Linked DNA regions of Mus musculus: region 2 is linked to region 1. The links are chromatin contacts, called in public Hi-C maps. All regions are on one chromosome and are shown on one strand. The core of a region is the stretch at or near the end of the contact, and the rest is flanking DNA. Distances in the headings are between cores, read along the strand shown.

The links. Hi-C and Micro-C count contacts between places; a contact is called where the count stands out from the background.
Region 2: a contact with region 1 is called in a Hi-C map of muscle stem cells, with 2.1 times the contacts expected there. The contact joins the promoter of 2010001M07Rik here to the enhancer-like site in region 1. A contact is called at or near these places in 1 of 484 Hi-C or Micro-C datasets (muscle stem cells) and 3 of 115 datasets of contacts at active chromatin or transcription factors (embryonic stem cells, intestinal crypt epithelium and intestinal villus epithelium).

What each region holds. Positions count from the first base shown.
Region 1 is chr9:60,279,541-60,285,447 of GRCm38.p6, forward strand. The region is part of intron 6 of Thsd4 (thrombospondin, type I, domain containing 4); the gene reads right to left. Among named protein-coding and RNA genes, the nearest start is that of 2010001M07Rik, 52 kb to the right of the region's middle. Within about 2 kb of position 1,956, at least 12 of the 459 cell types and tissues checked have an H3K27ac peak or open chromatin away from gene starts, as enhancers often do. A contact at or near this core is called in muscle stem cells, where this site is marked.
Region 2 is chr9:60,332,410-60,338,451 of GRCm38.p6, forward strand. 2010001M07Rik (a long non-coding RNA gene) reads left to right here and starts at 1,700. Exons shown (of 2, transcript XR_003948171.1): 1 at 1,700-1,910; 2 at 2,374-2,559. The region is part of intron 6 of Thsd4 (thrombospondin, type I, domain containing 4); the gene reads right to left.

The DNA.
Region 1 (5,907 bases), core at 706-3,205:
AGATGTGGAGGAATGTACTTCCTGCCTTGTGCTGTTTGCCTTTTGTGTGTGTTCGTGCCTGCATGCGCTACTCTATCTCGCCTCCCCATCTGAAAACTGACTAACCTACCTAGATGAAAAGATTGCCTGTAATCTCTCTTCACAGACACTCCTTGGGATGCTTGGGTCCTGGCAGGCAGTTTTAATTTTCTTATCTTTGTGCGCATGTGCACGATGCATGCATGGTGGGCATGTGGTGGTCAGAGATAAGTCTGTGAAGTCAGCTCTCTTATCACACCTTTATGTGGATTCCAGGGACCAGACTCGGGTGGCTTGGTTTGTATGGCAAAGGAGCTTAACCCACCCAGCCATCTTGCTGGCCCCAGTAGGTAATGTTTAATCCCTGATGGAGGGCATGCAATTGCAACAGTCCACAGTTGTTTGGGCTTTAGGGACCAGGGCTGGAAAGAAGAGAAGTGTGAAGGTTTGGGTAAGATCCTCTTTGTCACTTTTGACACTTCCTGTGACTTTCCCTAGGTACTGCAAGACATACAACATTAAGCCCCTATAGCACACCTGACATCAGCCCTCGGGCAGGATAGGATCCCAGCAGCCTATCTGCAGATGATGACTAACGATCCACCATCCCCCTCTTCACGTCCACTTGCAGCCCAAGCCACCATCTGTGAGTGGTCTCTTGCTTGACTAATGACTTGTCTCTGAGAATTGTTTTGCACGGTTATAAACAGAGATTGGGCGTTCACCCTCATCGCCTGTCTTTCTTTCCTTTCTTTCTTTCTTTCTTTCTTTCTTTCTTTCTTTCTTTCTTTCTTTCTTTCTTTCTTTCTTTCTTTCTTTCTTCCTTCCTTCCTTCCTTCCTTCCTTCCTTCCTTCCTTCCTTTCTTTTTTTTTTGGTTTTTTGAGACATGGTTTCTCTGTGTAGCCTTGGTTGTCCTTTGTAGACCAAGTGAGTAAGCTGACCTCATCCCTACAAGTATCATCTTTTCTAGAACTCAGTGTGTATCCTGGCGTTGTTCATTCTCAGGCTGCAATCTAGCACAACTCTCAGGAAGTTGCTGGGATGCCCTGGACTCCCCTGAGATAATGGAAGCTTTTCTGATAGCTGAACTGGCAGACAAGACCCTGCCCCCAGAACCATCTTTGTATATGCGTGTATCTCTCTCTTTCTGTGTCTCTGTTGCTCCTCTACCGTGTGTGTGTGTGTGTGTGTGTGTGTGTGTGTGTGTGTGTGTGTGTGGTGTGTCCACATGCTTTACAAGTCCCCGTGTATATCCATGTATCTGGAGAACGAGCTTGGTTGCTGTTTCTTAGGTGATATCTATCTTCTTGTTGTTGGGGTTTTTGTTTGTTTGTTGTTGTTTTTGTTTTGTTGTTGTTTTTGAGTCCCAGTCTCTGACTGATCTGGACCTCACTGGGCTGGGCTAGGCTGGCTCGCCAATGAACCTCAGTGGCTTATCTATATCTGCCTCCTCAGTCCCAGGGCTACAAATGTGTACCCCCATGCCTAGGGATTGAACTCAGGTTCCGCAGACTGAGCGAGCTATCTCCCTAGCCTAGAGAACACTTTCTTAATTGGAAGCTGAGCTGAGTATCTATGGTCCTCTGTTACTGTGCCCATTCCTTGGCACACAGAATGTGGTTAGCTCCTGTCTCATGTTTGGAGGATTAATAAGTAACCAGTACCCACCAGTGTCCCCCCCCCCCCTGCCACTCTTATTCATCTGGCCTCCCTCTAAGATAGGATTGCTTAACTATGAAGACAAAAACCATGGAAAGTTAGTGTTCTACAAGAATTATGCTTCCCACTGCATCCCCCGTTTGAGAGCTCATTCACTTCACAGGCCAGGGCATCAGGGGAGAGGCGCCAAGCACAGAAACACGTGTCTGCATCCCCCTGGGGATGGCCGTGCATCACTCCGCTCCCCGCACAGCTGTTCTACAGAACAAAACACAAGGCAGCATTCTGCATATTCCAATCTACCCTCTGACCTAGCTTGGAACGGAATTCCTTCCAGTGTTCATAAAACATCTCGAGGAACGGTTATTCCAGTGACCTCACAACTGATTGCCGACCAGCAGTCGGCATTTTGTAAAATCATGACTTTAATTCCCAGGGACCAAGGGTGCAACATTTGTGTGTGCATAATGCTTTATCCCCCCCAAAAAAACCCTCCCTCTTGGTGGCAACACCCTCTTCCATGAACTGCCTATGACCCTCAGGAAAAAAAAAGTCAGAGACCCACCACACAGTCACAGATTTTTGTGAAGAGAGTGGACTTTAAGAACATCTGCCTAGATTCCATAGTCACAGAAGGGCAATTTCCCCGGAGTTAAGTCCTACACAGCACTGGGCTGAGAACTCAAGGATCCTGGTTCATCATCCAAAGCTGTTTCAGAAGCAGGAGGAAGAGCTCCTGCCCTTCAGAGGGGGCGCAGTAGTACCATGTAGTTAGAAGGCTGGGGGAGAGCTCCGTGGGAAGTGTTTGCTGTGCTAGCAGGAGGGGCTGTGTGGGATCCCTAGTGCCCTCTGGAAAGCTAAGGGTGATTTGTACATTTACAACCCCAGCTCTGAGGAGGCAGGCAGACATATCCCTGGGGTTCACTAGCCAGCCAGCCTAACCTAATTAGTGAGCCCTAGGGTCTAGTTAGAGATTCTGTGTTAGAAAACAAGATGAACAACTCACTTGAGGTTGACTTCTGCCCCCTCCCCTCCACAGCACACATACCACACATATGGAGATATATATATGTAACACACACACACACACATGCTTTTTAAAAATAAAGTTGAGGGGATGGAGAGATGGTTTGTAGTTAAAAGCACTTGTTGTACAGTCGTGAGGACTGAGATTTTGACCCTAGCACCCATAATAGAGATCCTATAGGGCAAGCTAGGCATCTTGCCCATGCCTGTAACCCCAGCAATGAGGGGGCAGAGACAGGAGACTGTTGGGGCTTGCTGACTTCCAGTGCAATTGGGAAAACGGGAACCCCAAGTTCATGGAGAGAGCTTATTTTCATAGGAATTGGTAGAGGGTGACAGAAAATGACACGTGATGGGTCTCTTGAGGCCTCCATGTGTACACACACACACACATACACATGCTCAACACACACACACTGAATAAATATTTTATTAATGTATTAAAATTTTAAAAATTGTATTTTATTGGATTGATGAATGTTTTATCTTCATGTATATATGTATAATATGTATGTGCGTGTATGTGCATGGTACCTGTGGAAGTCAGAAGTAAGTTTTTAGATCCTATAGAACTGGAGGTAGAGATGGTTATTAGGTGCCATGTGGGTGCTGGGAATCGAACCTGGGTCCTTTTCAAGAGAACAAGTGCTCCTAACTGCTAGTCCATCTCTCCAGCTCCCAGCAGACACTTTTTAGAAGCAGAGTTTCGGCATGTCAATAGGCTATGATGATATTTTGCTATTTGGGGGTCATAAGTGGCTCTAAAACACCATTTGTGATCCCTCTGAATGAGAAACCATGAAAGGCCAAGTTCAGAGAAAGCCTCAGAACTTCACACCCAACAAAGAAGAAAGCAAACCCATTCTTTTAGAATGCCCAGTTACTAAGCCTGCCCTTGTATTAGCAGAGAGCTTACCATGTCATGAAAGTTAGGACTCGCTTCCACAGCATTTCTCATAAAACAGAAGGACAAGAACTTAGGCATAGGGTATTAAAAATAATGTGTTTTTAATTCACTGGTTTGTAAGTTACAGGCATTTTAAAAAAATAACATTTTGATCAAGACTGAAACTAGGCACTACTTAGAGGGGGTTCTCAGGTCAATCCTTTAATCTCTTAATTTTTCTTGTCCCTAAAAAGAGGCTGCCACAAAGATAAAAGAGGGCTTGGCACAGAATTACTGCTCAGCCACTGTGGCAACGGCATGGAGACCATGCCTAAGAAGCAAGGTGCTAAAACGAGGCCGTTCTTGTTCAGTTAAGACACTGCAGCAGGAGGAGCTGCATTCTGAAGAGGTAGGAATTGCAAAGGTGATGCGCCACAACTCAGCCCTGGACTCTCTAAGTCCCCAGCTCACTGTGGGAAAGGGGGTGCTGGAGAGCCATGAGCCAGGAGGAGCTTGAAAAGGAATTTTCTTGGTGGGAGATTTGCTGGCATTTCTCTGCTAAAGCAAAGAGGTGGGTCCTTTTCCCTGAAGGACGTGGAAAGGGACCCTGGGAAAACCACTAGGGGGCTTAGTTGGGTTTCCTTACAGTTAATGGGACAGTGAGTGCTAGGTCTAATTCTTAAGATTATCTAGTGGAAGGAGAGGAGAAGAAGGTGTCCTGGGCACGGGTAGTGCAAGAGCCAACAGAGGAAAGCAGCTCAGTGGTTCTTAGGATGGGTCACAGAACTTAACATGTTGTAAGTACAATGTGCCTAAAATTTTGATGAACATGTTCACACCTCACACAATGACAGAATTTATTGAATAACAATATGCACACAAAGTTTAGCAGTGTCCTGGTTGGGTTTTTTTGTCAAGTGGACACAAGCTCGAGTCATCTCAAAAGAGGAAGCTCAATTGAGAATATGTCTCCATCCGGCTGACTGAATGCAGGTCTGTTGGGCATTTTCTTCATTGCCAGTTGATAGAGGAGGACCCAGCCCCCTGGGGGCAGTGACCCTGGGCAGATGGTATAAAACAGGGAGCTGAGCAAGCTAGGAGATGTAAGCCAGGAAGCAACTTTGCTCCTGAACTAAAAGACTCACAAAGATCTCACAGAGATCTGCCTGCCTCTGCCTCCTGAGTGCTGGGAATAAAAGTATATACTACCATCAGATCTGTCTGTGGTTGATTGCCTTGGTGTTAATTGATACAGGAGGGTCCAACCCACTATGGGTGGCATCATTCCCTAGGCAAGGGGTCCTGGACTGTATAAGAAAGCTACATAAGCATGAATCTGTGAGCAAGCAGCCTCCCTCCATAGTTCCTGGAGCTCCTGTTCTCACTTCCCTCAGTGGTGGACTATGATCTGGGAGTGTATGCCCAATAAATTTTTTTCCCTCACGAAGTGCTTTTGGTCAGTATTTTGCCACAGCAACAGAAAGGAAACTAAAGGCTGCATGTGGTAGTGTATGCCTTTAATCCCAGCACTCAGAGAAAGGCAGGTATATAGCAATCTCCAGGCCATCCAAGGCTATATATCATGAGATCCAGGTACGGCTACACAGTGAGAGCCTGCCTCAAAACATTAGATGGCAAGCAATGAGGAAGATGTTTGACATTAGCCTTTGGTCTCCGCATGCACAGAACCTGCCAAAGCTGGCCATCATTTTCATCAAACCAATCTGATAAACTTGTGCCTCCATTTCACATCCTCTGTAGTGCAGAGGAAAATGGAAGCATTGACTACTATGTCTGAAAGGTTTATCTGTAGACAGCTTAAAAGGGGGTGGGAGAGAATGAGTATAGTTCCCAAGGAATAATAAGGCATTGTTTAAAAAGCCCTTTCTGGATCATCAGCGTTTATAGGTCTGTGCCTCTCACTGTTTTTGGCTAAGCTACTTTTACAGCTCTATAAACTGTAGACACTGGTAGTAATGTAAATGAGTCCTGTCAGTAGAGAGGCAACTCTGAGCCTCTCTGCTCCCCAGGGAGCCAGCTTATAGAGGTAGCAAATTCCTTGCCATTCTTCAGGGCACTTACTGCTTCTGCTCTCTGAACCAGCTCTGATACCACACAGGGCCCTCATTAGCTAAATAAAATCTCAAGACACATTCGTTTTATTTCTGCTGCCAATCAGCCGGGACTACTCCAGTCATTCCTTCCTTTCCCTGATTTTCTTTCTTTCCCATCTATTGTATTCTGTCCCTACTCTACTCTACTCGACTCCATTCACAGAATGGTGATGTCACCTCCTCTTTACAAGTCCCTTTCCCCA
Region 2 (6,042 bases), core at 450-2,949, 53 kb after region 1:
GAGCCTGATCAATGGAGGCTGACAGAGGGAGATCAGCTGTCTCCAAGAATGAGCTCGCACAGAGGGTGCACAATTCTAGGTGATCAGCGCTGGGGATGGACCATTGGCTAAAAGCATTTATTGCCAAACCCAACAACCTAAATTCAATGGTAGAAGGAGAGAACTGATTTCACGGTTGTTCTGTGACAGCCACCCATGTGCCAAAGCATGCACACTCACCCCCTCCCCATTCAATGAATAGTATACCTTTATGTTCTAATATCTTTAAAAGTAAGACTTCAAACATTGCATCTGTTTTTTGAAATAGGCTTAAAAGAGATCATTTGAGTCTACTGTGTCAATTTTAACACTCTCATAGGAGGTATATTTATCATTCAGAATAAATAACATACTTGGTACACTATAACTACATGGTGGTCACTCTTGTAACATAGACAAGATTATGATATAGGTATGGTTTGTCTGAGGCTGGAAACATAGCTACTTGGTTCTTGCAAAATACTAAAAATAGAATTTTTTTTCTTATAATAACCGATCAAAATCAGAGTTATCAAGCCTAAGCCTAGACATGTGAGTCCAGCCTAAAACAAAAAGAGATAAAAAAGAAAGCTCAGTCTGACTTCTCAGTCAGCCATACTCAGCGTGCTAAGAAAACCTGTGGTGGCTCGGCAACCACTTCTTAGGCACCAAGAAAGACGTCTAAGGGCTTCTAGAACATCTGTGCTCAAAGCGCCTTTGTATAGAGTAATGCACACACATGCACAGGCACACACACACACACACACACACACACACACTCATACACACTCTAGTGAAATCTTCCACACACTTTGCCATGTGTGCTGAGAAAATGGGACAGGTTTAAATGATGGCTTTTATTTGCTTTGATTGGTGGCAACCAATCTGTGCTGTTTTCTGCCTACCTGACAGAAACCATGGATTCCAACAATGACACTGCGGTGGCAGTGTGACAGCCAACAGAGTTGGTGTCAGTAAAGCCTGGACACCCCTAGCTCAAAACTCTGAAATCCAAGTGGAAAATTCTATACCTGGCCTCTGGGACAGACTGTTGTCAAAACACAAGAGTATTAAAAATATGGTTTAAAAATACCCTCAGGCCAGAAGGTGTAAATGAAACACAAACAACTTTCATGTTTAGACTTGAGTCCCATTCCCAAGATAACTCATTATGAATATGCAAATGTAAAAAGTTTGGGATCCTGGTAACAAGCAGATAAGAGCCACTCAACCAGTGCCAATCTGCTAAAGTGGAGAGAGACTGTTACAGGAGACACAGAGACGGTGTTTAGCTGCATTGGGGAGGCGCTAAGCCTGGAAAGTTGGGAAGTCAAGGATGCCACAATTTCCCTAAGAAACTGTTCCCAAGGGCAGCCTTAGCCTTCCTCACAAAGCAGCAGGAATACATATATTGCAACTGACATTCTCATCCACTGACTGTTTCATTCCAAGGGCTTCCCACGAGGTTCCAGCAGGTGCTAGATGCTGTCCTAACACTTTGGAGACATAGCAAGGAATGGGATGAGATAAAAACTGGCTGCCTTAGTGGAACTACAATTCCAGGTATCAAAGCAGGAAGTGTGACAGAGTGTAAGGCTATTATGGCGGTTCCTTTTAACTACCAACTGGACAGAACATACTATCACCTGGGATCAAAGTCTCAGTGGGGCATTTCTTCTTGAGTGTCTCAACAGATCTGGAAAGACCCAGCTTGAAAATGGGTGGCACCACTCCTGGGTTTAGGGCCCTGGACTGTGTGAGAGTAGAGGGAGCTGGCTGAGTACTAAGTATGTATCCTTTTTCTTTGCTCTTGACTGTGGATATGACAAGACCATCTGTCTCAAGTTCCTCACTGTGACTTCCCCATGGTGATGGACTATACACCTGGAATTGTGAGTTAGAATAAACTCTTTCTCTTCTAAGCTGATTTCTGTAGGGCTCAGAAATAAAATAAGGCCGTGAGAGCATTTGTGGGGGATCTGAATGGTAAGGAGGGAGCTGGCATCAGATTATTGCAAGAAGCAGGAACAGCAAGCATAGGAAGGCCTTGTGAGGGGGTGGGAGAGGGATGGAGTAGGAGGGAGGGAAAGGGTGAGGAAGAGGGAGGGAGAGGGAAAAAGGGAGAGAGAGGGAGGGGGAAGGAAGAGGGAGGGGAGATGGAGAGAGAGGGATGGAGGAAGGGATGGAGGGAGAGGGAGAGGGAGAGGGAGAGGGAGAGGGAGAGGGAGAGGGAGAGGGAGAGGGAGAGGGAGAGGGAGAGGGAGAGGGAGAGGGTAGAGGTAACCCATTCCATGGAAGACTGTTAGTTTGCAAAGGCCTCTCCAGAACCGAATACAAAAACACGTTTTCTTATAGTTCCAGGAGGGAGCTGTGCATGGGCGTGGCACTGGCAAGGCTGTTTCCTTGACCACCTCACCTCAGGCTCGTCTTTCCTCTGTCGTTTCCCTGGAGCTCATCTCCTCTCTGCATGTACCAGTCTCTTCATAAGATCACCGGCCAGGCTGAATTAGTTCCCACCTTAATAAACTCGATTTAAATCTCTCTCTTTTGGTCCTACTTGCATTTACATTTATATTCTGAGAAACTGGAAATTTGGGCTCAAATATATAAAATGGAGGGGTTTATTATAATTTAGTTCTGAACAGAGGTCATGGGAGCAAATAATTGTGGATTGTCTCGGCCATATATCAGGAAGGACAGAACGGGGCTGAAGGAAATGCCAAGTGCCCACTGAGCTGCATGGAGAACACGGAGAGGATGGTATCCTAGATGGGGAGAAAGAGGACAGAAACAGGCCACGTCCAGGACAAGGGGTCAGGGTTGCTGATGGATCGAAGCACAGAGATGAGAAGCAAAGGCAGTTCCTTAGCATTTGGCTTGGAGAGACTGGGAGGATGGTGGGTGGGCTAGACTGACGGTAGCGTGCATATGCACACAACAGAAGTGTGACATCAGCATAGGACACTAGAGTCATCATTTATAAGTGTAAGAGAATGACTTGGCAGTCAGACGGACGGCCAAGATGGAAAGAAAATCAGCCAATGCCTCACGTGAATCTCAGAGTTTTAGGAGTCCAAGACTACAGCGAGTCTGAGGTACAGCACCTCTCTAATGAGTTTAAATTTTTTCTTGGGATAGGTCAGGTTCTAGGAGCTGTTCGGTAATACATGCATGCCAGAGAACGCTGGATGGCTTCCCAAACACAGTATCTTTCATAAAAATAGAACTCTGGGCTGAGCCAGTGGCGTTCCCCTTCTATGACTTCCTTGAAGTTAGGTGTGGCCAGAGGAGGCCAGTATGGCCAGTGGAATGTGGGTAGAAGTATCCTGTGGTGACTCCCAGGAACTTTCTGCTGTGAAGCAGCAGGTCTGAGCGCTGTCCTCACTTCCTGAAAAATCTAACACAAAGGCTGGGCCACTGACTGCATCTGGAGTCTAAGAACCAGGAGCAAATCCCAGGGTAGATGAGTGACACCTGGGGATGTAGCTCAGTGACAGAATGCTAGTGACATTAGCTGGGCATGAACGAGGCCCTGGGTTCAAATCCCGGGATGTCAATCACTCTCACCTGGTGCCCTGGAAATGCCCAAGTCTAAAGCAGCTGGCATCCTAGTACTGGATTATCACCCACTAAGTGTTCCCGTCATGGAGAAATCTGTTTATCTCCTTTAATCCACTTTCTTTGTGGTGGGAGAGTATCCACTGCTTTCACAGTGAACTCAGTCCTAGCTGATGTAATAGGCAAAGGATAATTGGTGAATTGTGGCGAGGGCACTTGCACAATGTTCCCGGCATTTGTTTTAACTTAGTGATAGCTGGTTTCTAACAGATCCAACCCCATGGTCTGAGCGTCATAAAGATTGTACTGGTTTCATAAAATGGAATCATGCTAAGTAGATAAAGAACTAGGCAGAACTGTAGGAGGCCAAAGTGGCAGGATTAGAGGAGGCAGGGGTTCAAAGAGCACTGTGTAGAAAGCACCGCCTACAAGGCAGAGGGGTAGCCATTATCTGGCTGGTCTGGCTGGGAGCTAAAGTTATTACTCAGACTTTTAGGGCTTGTATGAATAATGCTGCGGCATGAAGATGAGCTGCCCAAGTGGGCACCAGCAGCACTTCAGAATATTAGTGGGAGAATAGAGAGCAAAGCAAGGCAGGAGCGCTGGGGCCTTCATGCCAGACCCTGTTCTCACTACAGCAGGACCTGGACCCGAACACACACATAACTGTTAAGAAACAAAAGATACAGACAGACAGACAGACAGACAGACAGACAGACAGAGAGAATGAGAATGAGAATGAATGAATGTCAAAAATGATTTCAAGACCATTGGGGGGGGGGGAGACTCATAGACAAATGGTATTAGGCCAACTGGATGTCATATGCAAATGAATGAAGCTGGGCCCTTACTTCACAGCACATACAGATGGATCTGAGACCAAAATGATATAGAAGCTTTAGCTATAAAAATACTAGAAGAAGATGTATGTTTGCCAGGCACTGGCATAGCCTCACAAGAGACAGCTCTATCTCGGTCCTTTTAGCAAAATCTTGCTGGCATATGCAATAGTGTCTGCATTTGATGGCTGATTATGAGATGGATCCCTGGGTGGGTGCTCACAGTCAGCTATTGGATGGAACACAGGGCCCCCAATGGAGGAGCTAGAGAAAGTACCCAAGGAGCTGAAGGGGTCTGCAACCCTATAGGTGGAACAACAATATGAACTAACCAGTACTCCCAGAGCTCATGCCTCTACCTGCATATGCAGCAGAAGATGGCCTAGTCGGCCATCATTGGGAAGAGAGGCCCCTTGGTCTTGCAAACTTTATGTGCCCCAGTACAGGGGAACACCAGGGGTAACACAGGGAGTGGGTAGGTAGGGGAGAAAGGGGGAGGGTATAGGGGACTTTTGGGATAGTATTTGAAATGTAAATGAAGAAAATACCTAATAAAAAATTGGAAAAAAAAAGATGTATGAATCGTGACCTTGAAGAAGACAGTGGGTTCATAAGTGTAAAACCAAGCACGCAGGCAACAGAAGAAAAGAAAATAACAAACCACCAATCGAAATTTAAAACTTTTGCACTTCAAAGGACACAATCAAGAGAGTGAACAGATAAACTGACAGAAAATATTAGAAAATGGATCTGATAAATATCTAGAGTAGACAAAGAAAGTTACAATTTAACCATAACAAAAAGAAAAACAACCCAACTTTAAAATGAACAAAAGATTCAAATGAGTATTTTCCCTAAAGAGATATGCAAATAGTCAGTAAACATACAAACTTTGTACATCAGGAGACATTAGTGCAAGACAAAATAAAATCCCAACAAGCTATGCCCTACCAATCAGAAAAGAAAGGGGATAAAAAATGTCAACAGGGAGGTGAAGTTGGAGTCTTCCTGGGATGCTGGCACCTGTGAAATGGCGTCGGCCATGGGAAGTAGCGTGGCAGCTCCTCAGAGGAAAAAAATGCGGGGTTGCCATATGATCCAGCTGTTCCCTCCCGGGAATATGCCCAGCACAAGTGAAATATGCGTCCTCACTAAGCTCACACACCGATGTTCATAGAGGCACTGATCCAACTGCCCATAAACAGATGGATAGAGTATATTATAGAATATTATGTAGTGATTAAATAAATGCAGACCTTATACACGCCACGGCATGGAAGACTGTTGGTATATGACAACAAGCTAAATAAAGGAAGCCAGTCACAAACGGCCCTGTACGGAACAATGCTACTTATATGAAATTCCTACCACAGGAAGATTTAAAGAGAAAGGAAGCAGCCAATGGCTTCAGGATACAAGAGGAGCAGTGGCCGGAAAACAAGGTTCTGTTGGGCAGGATTGTAAAGTTATAGAATTAACTCGAGGCAATGATTACACAACACAGTGACTACACTGAAAACCACCAAATAACATACTGTAAAATGGTAAAAACAAAAAACAAAAACCAAAAAAACCCCCAAGGGGTGGAATGTTATCTTGAGGCAAGATGAAAAAAAAATAGGGAAAG